2 separate regions of the Mus musculus genome follow, and region 1 is linked to region 2. The links are chromatin contacts, called in public HiCAR-type maps. All regions are on one chromosome and are shown on one strand. The core of a region is the stretch at or near the end of the contact, and the rest is flanking DNA. Distances in the headings are between cores, read along the strand shown.

Region 1 (6,148 bases), core at 2,767-5,266, 2.7 Mb before region 2:
TCTCGCGCGAGTCTCTGGGGCCCTAAAACCTGCAAGGAGTGCTTGCTGTCCGGTCCAAGAGACCCGACAAGCCAATAAGCCTGAGGTCCAGAACTGGAAAGCGAGGCAAAGTCGTGCGGGGAGAGGGTGGTGGTGAATGAGGTGTGTGTTGGGGGGTGGGGGTGGGGTTTACAGTTGCCCAGGACAAACAGCCTGCTACATTCAGCACGGTATTTTTTTTTTTTTTAATTGTCCACTGACAGGCTGAAGAAGTTTGTTTAGTACTGAATACCCCGGGAACAAAATCCTTTTGAAAGGAGAGCTAAGTCGTTTCACGCCACCAAAGTGCGGATTTGGGCAAGAATGACTGATGGGACAAAGAGACGCGGTGCATTAGCGCGGGTTTCTCAGAGCGAGCACGGCGAGCAGTAGCAGCAAATAACTATCCGAGGCGACCAGGAATGGTGGGGCGCGTCATAGAAGACCCTCAAGACCCTTAAAACCTAGCTCCCGCTGCACGCCAGTACTCAGTCCTCCCTGCTGCCCCACTATGAGCCCAAGTCGCCGATAGGCGAACAGTAGGTAGTGCAAGAGAGAAGCGAGGGACAGTGGTAATATAGGAAAGTGGGGGGATAAGCGGGAGAATCTGACTGCAGGACCGCGGGGGCAAAGCCCGGCTCAGCCTTGTCGCTGCAGGTTGCATGTGGTTCACATTCCGAGTAGGGGCGACGGGTATTGTTTTTGGCGTTTGGGAAACTTTCAGAAGCTGCTGGGTATGTTCCTGCCACCTCCCATCCGGTTTGGTAAATATTAACAAACTGGACGTGGTTGTTTTCTGGATTGTGTTTGTTGGGTTGGAGGGAGGGAATGGCTAAGGGGAGGGTTCTCCTCTCCACACACACACACACACACACACACACACCTGCTTAACAACACAAGGAATCAAAATCAATATTGTTTTTGTCACCCCTCTGTCTCCTTTTCACTCCCTCGGCAGCTCGGGTGCCACTGAAGCGAATTGTGGATTTATGGAGGGAAATTAGCATAAATTATTGCAAAATCTGCAGCCGTGTGTGGTCCAGCTTATGGGAAAAGAGGCTCTAGCAAACTTTCAGTAGAGAAAGGTGGTAGGCGGTGGGCTTGACGAGTCGATGAACGGTCCGTGCTGGAGGGGATCACCATTTGGTTGGCACATGGGGTATAATTGACTTGTGTGTGTTTTATATAGTTTTCCCAACAACCCCTTAAGCCCCCCGGTCGGATGTTGCCCCCTCCCACCTCCACCAAGCTTCTATTGGCTTTGGGTTTTGTACAAAAGACTGACGCACTTTTTCAAGATTTCTGGAAAGCATTCAGTCTCTTTATAATACCATCCTTAAAATGCTGTAAACAGCTTGCAACTCCACCCTCCCTCTCTAGGGCTTTGAAGACCTCTGACAGGAACTGAGGTAGAACTTTGCAGCAATGCCCGGGAGTTAAATGTGCCTCTACAGCTCCATTCCCCTCACAAGCAAACTTAAGTGATTAAGTTCTGTTTACTTGATTAACCCTAAACATGGGCAGTGAGCCTCAGCTTCCTTCTCAAAAGTAATGAGACTGAAAATTCGGCAAACATCAATTCCTACATGTAATACTGCATGGACACAGTGGTGACAACTTTCCCCAGGGAAATGAACAAAGATTTATTCCAAGTTAAAGTGATTGTTTTGGGTTTGTCCGTGTCCCCCCCCCCCCCGTGAACGTTTTCACTTTTAGAATTTAGTTAATCTTCTGTTTGCTCTGAGCAGTGATTTCGACAACCACACAAAGACCCCTTTTGCAGGACAACAAAATGTCAATTGTTAAACCTTACGCTATTCCTCACCCAGACCGGGTAGAAAAGTATCTTACTGGTTGCCATTGGGGGTAGGGCTGGGGGGGGGGGAGGTAGGGACGATGGTCTTTTACCATCTGGGATGCAATCACCATAAATATTTTATCCATCTTTGCATTTCGGTATGAACCCCTGCACATGTTTGCTAAAGGGAATCTGTAAAATACTCAAGGGCTTCCAAGCCGGCACCTTTCCACCCAGGAGCAATCCTACCTTGGCTTAAAGCCGCGATTGCTTTAGTGCCTCCGAAGCTCTATCTAGAGCAAGCAAGGCAAGGAACCAGAACTCCATCCCACTTCAAACACCCCTCGGGTTCCCCACCCCTTTGCGCTCCCAGCTCCTCCCACTGCAGGCCCTGGAGCCTAACCCGGGCACGCGCAGAAACACCACCAAACCTTAGTTTGTTGTTGTAGCGCGCGCAGCTCAGTCCAGTAGGGCTGCCTCTGGCCCAAACTGGGCCTAGGGTCCAACTGATTTAATCTTTGGAGAAGGGAGATCCACATATCTGCCCTGTTCTAGCCTTGCCCCCAGAGACGGGTCAATGCTTCTACCCCCACCCCCCTGCTCGCACCTCCTCCCTCCTCCTGGTTATTTTTTCCCCCGAATTAAGAAGGTGACTTGAGTCTTCCCTTCAAGCACTCTGTTAATATTGAAAAACGTGCGCTTGCATCTAAAGCGCAGCAGCCCAGGCGCCAGAGCCATTTCAATATTAATGAAATTGTTTAATCTCCTAAATTCGTCGTGTTTAAGTTACGTTTTGGTGAGTTATTGACCGGCTTCGAAACTGTGGTTAATGAAGTTATGTGAGTAGGGATGTGTGTGTGTGTGTGTGTGTGTGTGTGTGTGTGTGTGTGTGTGTGTGTATGTGTGTGTGTGCGCGCGCTCGGAAGCTGAAAGGTTTTCTTGCTATTCACAGACTAATGCTCTACTGTCACTCAAAGTGTAACAAACGTCACACTACAACTATCAGTCTGCTCCTATGGGGGAGGGGGAGGAAGAAAGAAAAAAGGAAAAAGAGGTTTTCGGAGTTTAAAGACAGTTCTGTTAGGCTGTAGGTATTAAGTATTTAACCTAGTGGCATGGGGTTCTTTTTAAAACCACAAAGGCCCCCGGAAAGCGCTGAAAAGCGTGGAACTCCTGGCTTGTACTCATTGCGTGCAAGCCGAAGGGTTGAGTCGCGGTTTATTCCCTAACAGTTTGATGAAGACGGCGACGACGAAGAAGAAGATGATGATGATAATGATACTAATGATTCATTTAATCCTCACAAGGCAAATATGAACTCGAAGGAGCCCGCTATTCTCTCCAGGCCTGGTGCCACGTGCCCCCCCCCCCCCCAAAAAAAAAACCTCGCTGGTCTCAGCAGGCACTGTTTGTCTTTTCATGGAGTTCTAAACTCTAAAGAAACTATTCCCATGTAAAAAGGGGGAGGGGTCTGCAAAATGCTGACCCGCTAACTTCCAAGAAACCTCAGACTTCGCAAGCACCTGGAAAAAGGAGACCCGGAAGCCATAGCGTACATTGGACAAACTCCCGCCCTCCCCAGGCCCACACGCTGCCTTGCCTCAATTTACCCTGAACGTCCTTGTGCCCATTAAATCTCTGAAAAACGTATTAAAGCAGAACCTAATACATTCATCCATTCTTTTCAAAGAACAAAAAACAAAAAACAAAAACCCCAAACTTACCTTGGCCTGGAGAGATGGCTCAGCCGTTAAAGGCTAGGCTCACAACCAATATATATATATTGAATATATATATATTCAAAACGGACTTATCCACCCAGCTGTCCAAATATATCTATCTATATGCGTCTATTAACTTTACCACCTTTTTAAAGCGACAGACAAATTTCTACCTGCCTCTTGCAGGACTGGGGGTGGGATTGCGAGGTAGGTTTCCATTTGAACAACCCATCCAATCAACCCCGCGCAGTGGCAACCAAAGTAGAAAGGTCGCCCTTCAGGAGAAAGCCTGTGCTATAAGTTAGCTAACAATACAAACCCGACACAAAGCAAAGGAAACAGAATACCCCAGCCGAGCAATTTCCATGTCAAACACCACCGGCGCGGCAGATAGCTCAGAGTGAGTGGTCACCTGCCAGCCGGCTCCGCGCGCTGCTCCGCTCATACCTTCCCATTGCGCACACCGGTAGGCGCTGCCCGCTCCCCGCGGGCGGCAGAGGCTCTTCCCGGTCTCCCAGTCTTCGGCTGGAAGTGATTCCTATTGGCCAAGGTGTCCATGTAAATAGGTGTGAAAGAAACCAGCGCTGGCCAGGCTCTCTCTCCTCTCCCTCAGTCCCCTCCCTCTGCAGCCCCCGCTCCCCCTCCTTTTCCTCCTCCTCCCAAGGCGATTGTCATACGATAGCTAAGAAGTGGCACATTAATGAAGCGCCGCTACAGGGGTCTTTTCTGCTCCTGTCACCGCTTAAAACTATCAGATGGTTCGAGGGTGGACATGGAGGCAGCCACCTAGCTCAGCGGAACCACGAACACCACAGCAGCGTCCTCTGGATCCCTGAGGCGGCGTCTGCCACTGTCCTCACGGGCACTCCGCAGCCGAGTTCGGTCTCCCAGCAGGGCGCACGACCCACGAGCGCGCTGCGCAGCCCGCGGAGAGGAGCTCTACCGGGCTGAGTCCAAGCCTAGCTGGCAGCGAGTCTCACTGCTCCCCGACGCTGCGCTCCGGTCGCGCGCAGGGAGGGACTCGGCCACCAGCCACGCCATCCCGGATGCGGACCGGCAACTTGGAACAACTTTAAGGTGAGCATCTATCTCTCTGTCCCCTCCCCTGAATCCAGGTCCTACCTACTTTCCTGCAAACCTCTCTGCTGCTCTCGGTCTTCCCCTCTCCACTTCCCCTAGCTGAGTCTTACCCAGTTTGGTGCGCAAAGTTGCTGGCACCCGAATCCCCTCTTCCCCACCCCCTATATCTGTGACTCGGCCTGAGTGACCTCGCCAGTGTCTCTGCACCTATGCTGCCCTTCTCCATCACCTCCCCCCTTCTCAGATTCGACCAGTCCTCCGGGCCGCGCGGACCCTGAGCAAGTGGCCAAGCAAGAAGATGCCTCGGCCGGGCCGCAACACGTACAGCGACCAGAAGCCGCCCTACTCATACATCTCGCTGACCGCCATGGCCATCCAGAGCTCTCCGGAGAAGATGCTGCCGCTCAGCGAGATCTACAAGTTCATCATGGACCGCTTCCCCTACTACCGGGAGAACACGCAGCGCTGGCAGAACAGCCTGCGCCACAATCTCTCCTTCAACGATTGCTTCATCAAGATCCCGAGGCGGCCAGACCAGCCGGGCAAGGGCAGCTTCTGGGCGCTGCATCCCAGCTGCGGGGACATGTTCGAGAACGGGAGCTTCCTGCGGCGTCGCAAGCGCTTCAAGGTGCTCAAGTCAGACCACCTGGCGCCCAGCAAGCCGGCGGACGCCGCGCAGTACCTCCAGCAGCAGGCTAAGCTGCGGCTCAGCGCGCTGGCCGCCTCGGGCACGCATCTGCCGCAGATGCCGGCCGCTGCGTACAACCTGGGCGGTGTGGCGCAGCCTTCCGGCTTCAAGCATCCCTTTGCTATCGAGAACATCATCGCTAGGGAGTACAAGATGCCTGGGGGGCTGGCCTTCTCTGCCATGCAGCCGGTTCCGGCTGCCTATCCTCTCCCTAACCAGTTAACTACCATGGGCAGCTCTCTGGGCACTGGATGGCCACATGTGTACGGTTCCGCGGGTATGATCGACTCAGCCACCCCCATCTCCATGACTAGTGGCGACTACAGCGCCTATGGAGTGCCGCTGAAGCCGCTGTGCCACGCCGCGGGCCAGACGTTGCCCGCCATCCCAGTGCCCATCAAGCCCACGCCGGCCGCAGTGCCCGCGCTGCCAGCTCTGCCCGCACCCATCCCCACCCTGCTCTCGAACTCGCCGCCTTCGCTCAGCCCCACCTCCTCGCAGACAGCCACCAGCCAAAGCAGCCCCGCCACCCCTAGCGAGACACTCACCAGCCCGGCCTCCGCCTTGCACTCGGTGGCCGTGCACTGACCCAAGGAAGCTGGGGCTCCGTCTTGGTCCACACCACCCCTCTCAACACTTCCCTGCTCCGGGTCCAGCCCTCCGCGACCTAAAACCGCCACCCCGACTTGCCCATTCTACCTTCTTCAGTCCTCGCTCTTAGAAGAACTTTTGGTTTTGGAACCAGAAGACAAACCACAAACTTGCCGGAAGGCGTGTGAAAGTTGTCTTCGGTCCCTCTAGGGCACCAGAGAAAACAGGGGCTAATCCAAGCCAAGCGGTCCC
Region 2 (5,709 bases), core at 684-3,183:
TGGCAAGGAAGGGCTCTGGTGAATGTTCTGTGCCACAGAGTCCCTGTTCATCTGTTCCAATGTTCTGGTCACTACCAGAGGGTGCGTTTTCCCTCCTGGGCAGCCAGAAACCTGATAAAATCCTAAAGAGGAATATGATCATTCTCTTCTTGAAGGGCTTAGCAAGTCATTTGGCCTGCCTAATCTACTCAGACACTGTCTGGGGAATATTTGATATCCATGTAGTACAGGCTGTAAATTATTCTGTAGGGACTGGTCACAAGACCCTCACAACCCTGTCTCAGCTGGCCATCAGGAAGGTTCTCCCCTCCTGAAGCCTCACTGAACTGGAAAAGATCAGGCATCTCTCCTCCTTGGGGACTGGCTTGAGGTAAACTTAAAGCGATACGGAGGGACAATCCTCTTGTCTTCAGTGCTGAGCTGGCTGGCCCCTTTCCCTCTGCAGAGATCAGGCTACAGATAGAACCATTTCCTTAGCTAATTTGTACCATGTTTTCAGCACCAGCATCCAAATGCCTTACAGAGAGAGACAACTCCCTGTAAGGATCCAAGCAAGGAAACTGGACTAACAAGATGGCTCAGCAGGTAAAGGAGCTTGCTATCAAGCACAAAGACCTGTGTTGGATTCTTTTTTTTTTTTTTTTTTTTTTTTTTTTTTTTTTTTTTTTTTTTTTTTTTAGATTTATTTATTTATTATATGCAAGTACACTGTAGCTGTCTTCAGACACTCCAGAAGAGGGCATCAGATCTCATTACGGGTGGTTGTGAGCCACCATGTGGTTGCTGGGATTTGAACTTCGGACCTTTGGAAGAGCAGTCGGGTGCTCTTACCCACTGAGCCATCTCACCAGCCCCCTGTGTTGGATTCTTAAAGAGTTGCTCTCTGACCTCTACAGTCCACCAAAGCACGAATGCACCTCCATGACCCCGCCCCCCAAATAAGTAACCGACTCTAGTAAAACATGCAAATGAATAAATGGAGGGAAGCTACAGCATTGAAGCTGTTACAAATCACAGCTGCCGATGACTAAAGACCAGACACACACACACACACACACACACACTCACACTCACACCACTGACTCCCACAGGGAAGAAAAACGCCTAGACCGCTACACACTGACACACTCCCTCTGCCCTTTCCAAAGCACAGCGCAGGCACTTTTGGGCCTTAAGTCCCTAAAGTATTTTACTACCCACCCCCAGTTTGGTGAAAAGACTCGAGACTGCCTGTGTGTCACTATGTCCACTATCAGGGGCAGAGAGACAGGGTCTCAGGAATGGCCCTCAAACCTTCCTCCACCTCTATTTCTCTGCTCTGGTTGAAATGTCCAGACCGTGAGAGCCCAGGACGACAACTGGTGAGTGGGCTGAGTGCTGCCACAAGGACCCAGCTGGGTACCGAGAGCTCCCAGGCCCAGAGGGGAGGGGCAGTGGCCGTGACTGGCAGCCCCCGGACCTTACAATGAGCAGCACCCCAGGACCTGGAGGCAGAGTGAGCCGGTGCGCACACACCACCTGCCCTATTCCGGGTGGTTCCGGGCAGGCTCTTCTGGGGACCTTGACCGCCAGACGATGGCTCTGAGAGGTGGCTAGAGACTCTCGCCCAGTGCCGGGCTCCTCTCCAGCGAGGTCCCGGCGCTCTTTCCCAGGCGTGCAGGTTTAGAAATAGGACGGCCTCGCCCGGCCGCGGCCTCGGAGGCTCGGGTCCCCATATATAGTCATATCCACCGTCAACTGGGAGGCCGGCAGGCGGCAGCGAATGGGCGTGCGGGCCCCCGCGGGAGGAGCGAGGAGGGGGCACGGGGCGGAGGCAGGAGACTGGGAAAGGGGGAAGGAGGAACAAGCTTTTCCAAAAAAGTATTGGCTGTCCTAAGGAATGCGGTCGCCCCCCTGGGAAAGTACATATCAGGGAGCAGCAGGCAGCTCCGCGCTCGCACTCCGGCTCTGCTACCCCACCGCGCTCGCGTCTCCTCTCGCTCCGCTGCCTAAGGGCCCCTCGCCACCGCCACCATGGACGCCATCAAGAAGAAGATGCAGATGCTGAAGCTCGACAAAGAGAACGCCTTGGATCGAGCTGAGCAAGCGGAGGCTGATAAGAAGGCGGCGGAAGACCGGAGCAAGCAGGTCTGCATTTATCCCCAACCTCCAATGCCCCAGCTTAGCGTGGGTCGCTCAGCCCCGGGACCCGAACTGGCTCCCTTTCCTCATCCCATCCCCAGCCAGGGTGTCCAGGGGCGCACGTTTAAAAAAGAAAAGGAGAAGCGCGAGAGTTAGACTGATTCTAACTTTTCTGTCTCGTCCGAGGACGCTCGTGGCCCTTCTCTGACTCCCACGGTCTGCGAGGTCCACTGAGCTTCTTCCCTAGAGAGGCTCTTGACTCTTAGGGTTGGGAATCAGTTTTGAAAGAGGAAGAGAGAAAGGATACAAGTTCCCGGGTTGCCTGGAGGGAAGGGTGGGGGAGCGGAGCAAGGCTCAAGTCCTAAGGTGTCCGAAGTTCTTTGGACTTTTTGGTTGGGGAGAAAGATCCCTCAACACGGGATGAAGACTTTGAAGGGAAGAGGAGGGAGTCACTGAATTATTTCCTAAGAACAAAGATGGGACAGAATGGGAGACACACGGAAAGCTAGCCAAACAAGGACATGTTTCGGCAGTCCCTCAAATTGAGAACCTGAGCTTGCTGTCCTCGGCCGGCCGGAGCGTGTGGTCCCGGGTTGGGGGGTGGTGTGCGAGATGAGTCACTGAGTGAGATCTCTGGGAGAGATATCTTAGGGTCCCTTGAGCCCCAAAGCAGCGATCCCTTAGCCCCAGGGCTCCAGCCAACCTGGCACCCATTTGTTATGTGTCTCCCACCCGGTCCATGCCGGCCGCCCGCGCCCGCTCGCCGCTACCCCAGCTCGAGGAGGACATCGCAGCGAAAGAGAAGCTGCTGCGGGCGTCGGAGGACGAGCGGGACCGGGTGCTAGAGGAGCTGCACAAGGCGGAGGACAGCCTCCTGGCTGCCGACGAGACCGCCGCCAAGGTACCCCGGGCGCGCGGCGAGGCACTGCACACGAATGGCTAACTCTTTCTCTTTCTCTCTCCCTCCCTGTCTTTCCCTCTCTCTCTCTCTCCCGCTGTCCCTGTCCTTTATGGTCTATGCACCCTCAACCCGCACCTTGCGGGATCACGCTGCCTGCCGCACCCCACCCCCTCCCCCTTCCCCCCTCCCCGTACTCCACTGCCAACTCCCAGCTGGAAGATGAGCTGGTGTCACTGCAAAAGAAACTCAAGGGCACTGAAGATGAACTGGACAAATACTCCGAGGCTCTCAAAGATGCCCAGGAGAAACTGGAGCTGGCGGAGAAAAAGGCCACAGATGTAAGTGCACGCTCACACTGCCTCCCTCACCTCCTGTCCGTGTGGCCACTCTGGGGGGCGGGGGGCCACCACAGGGGCTGCAGAGCAAAGGAAGAGGGCGAACCTCCTCCTGCAGGGACACCTGCACACAGCCTGGCCGTGGCCCAGAGCACTGGATGCCGCCTCTACTGCTGCTCACGTTTCATTTTTATTCCGTCCTTTCCCTTTTTCTCTTTTTCCTCTTCTTTACCTCCTCCCCTTTGGTTGGAGGTGGGTGGGTACGAAGCTGGGAGCTGAAAAGGGTGAAGCTGGAGGTGAACTTCGCCTCCTGCTGGTATAAAACCTCTGAGGTGTATGTCATCACCAAGGTCTGTGCAAAACAGAATACCTAGTGTTTGCCGCGCCCCCAGCCCCCGGTGGTTTTCGCTGATGGACCTAGTCTGAGTAAGTCCACAGAGCCTGGCCTTTAAATGGACTCATCCTTTTACTTCAGACGCTAAATTTGAGGGCTACTGTGACACTTTGAGGCTCTTTTTCTCACTAGACAAGCCTTAAGACCTGCCCAGGGAAGGTGATACTTGCTTGGGTCTGCAGTCTGAAGCACTAGATCCAGAAAGTACGCAGGGAGTTATATATAGCTCAGTGCTTTATATGGCATAGCGAGCTGGCTGCCCCCTGCCCGCCCCGCCCCCACCTGTCAGCCCTCTGACAACCACCACAGACGTGCTTCCAGGGGGGTGATAGACACAGTTCCAGTTCTGCTAAGCACCCTCTCCACCCTAGAGCTAGCCACTTCTGTCTAGAAAGTCAAGCTGACGGTCAGTTTCCCAATGCACTGACTTTTCGCACCACTACATTCCACTGGAGAAGCCAATTAAGCCTAGAGGCTCAATTAGAAAAGAATTCCTTGAGAAACTGATAACAATTCCAAGAATGTGTGAGCAGCACAGAAAGCTACACCCAGAGGCTAGACCCCCAAGTTCAACCGCAGTTTGTAATTTTTGGTCGGTTTATCTATTTCTGTTTATCTATTTATTTATTTTGGAGAATGTGTAATGCAGATTACCCAAGGATTTTGAAGTCTGAACAAGCCTTTGTATCATGAAAGGCTAGAGATTTATCTAGTGTTCTTGGTAGTGGTCCACCAGACAACCAACACTGGGATCAGACAAAAAGAAACATTTTAGTTTTCTGGAAAGGGGGTCTTGGGGGAAACACTGGTTTAGCTAAAACTCATGCTAAAACCTACCTGGTAAAAAAACAACAAAAAGCCTTCACAACTCTGAGCCTGTTTTGTATAATGTGGGTCAGATGTCTCCTTTGTATGTGCTCCATGGAGGATGCCCAGTCACCCCCAAAATCTCCTGCAGGACGTTTATTTAGGTTTTTCAAAAGAGCCGCTGATAGATCAAGGAGAGATATTCCATATAAGGAAAGGAATTCAGAGAATTTGCAAATAGCCCCAGTACCAATGGAAGCAGGAGGGGGAAAAAACACTACTATAATTCTTAAGGGGGAGAGATAATAATTGCTGTAACTATGTAGTGGTAATCATGTCTTTAATAAGAAATGGGGGGGGGGAGCACTGGAATGGGGTGGGGCAGAAGTAGAAAAGAGGCTATTTAAAGTCGTCTGTGGGGGTGGAGCCAGGAGGGGAGGGAGGTTCTTAGAGCCAGTTTTGGTTCTTTCTATGATCTGGAAAGCTGTCTCTAAATATGGTGTGAGCGTGTATCTCTCTCTCTTTTGGTTAGTGTATTGATCATCTTCCTCTTTAAAATACTGTAAGTTCTGCTGGAGACTCGGGATGTTGAAGGAAGTTTATGAAGTTTTGTTTTGTTTTTGTTATATTTAGAGAGATCCTGACTCACTTGAAATAGCTAAGACTTGAGGGAGAGACAGGTGTCACCAGAGGAAAGAGGCGGGCTGGAGAGAAGGCAGCCAGCCTCCTTGCCGTGGGGACAGTCTACTATCTAGTGTTAAAAATATAATTTTTGATTATTACTAAAAACATTGTCTCAATTTGCCAACCTACTTTTAGAAACTATAGTCCAGAAGTGTCTCCCCCACCCCCACCCTTAGTTTAAAAGGCTGCCTGTCACTTGGGGGCTAATACTCCCAGAAATCTGTTTTGTATTTTTACTGTTGTTTCCCCCCACCCCCCACCTAAATGAGGCTGAGTTCTGTTAAGACTCGATTATCTTGGCTCTTTCCCCCAAATAACTGTGATGTAGCTGATTGTTTACAGGATGTGAGTCTTCTTCCCTCTAGGTTTTTTCCTTATGTAGTGACTCAGGCTTATCTAAACTCAGGTTTTCCCTTGAGTGAGTCACACCAGGATCTCTTCAGATGCGACCTAGCTACAGTGTTTCT

Evidence for each region. HiCAR-type assays count read pairs that join an accessible place to other places.
Region 1: a HiCAR-type map of astrocytes shows a contact between it and region 2, with 4 times the contacts expected there. The contact joins the promoter of B230323A14Rik here to the promoter of Tpm1 in region 2. A contact is called at or near these places in 1 of 484 Hi-C or Micro-C datasets (embryonic stem cells) and 1 of 115 datasets of contacts at active chromatin or transcription factors (astrocytes).

What each region holds. Positions count from the first base shown.
Region 1 is chr9:69,759,014-69,765,161 of GRCm38.p6, reverse strand. B230323A14Rik (RIKEN cDNA B230323A14 gene) reads right to left here and starts at 4,016. Exons shown (of 5, transcript NR_040765.1): 1 at 3,950-4,016. Foxb1 (forkhead box B1) reads left to right here and starts at 4,222. Exons shown (of 2, transcript NM_022378.3): 1 at 4,222-4,614; 2 at 4,862-6,148. The coding sequence starts at 4,916. The coding sequence ends at 5,893.
Region 2 is chr9:67,045,437-67,051,145 of GRCm38.p6, reverse strand. It overlaps Tpm1 (tropomyosin 1, alpha), which reads left to right and starts at 1,933. Exons shown (of 10, transcript NM_001164248.1): 1 at 1,933-2,127; 2 at 3,235-3,360. The coding sequence starts at 2,014.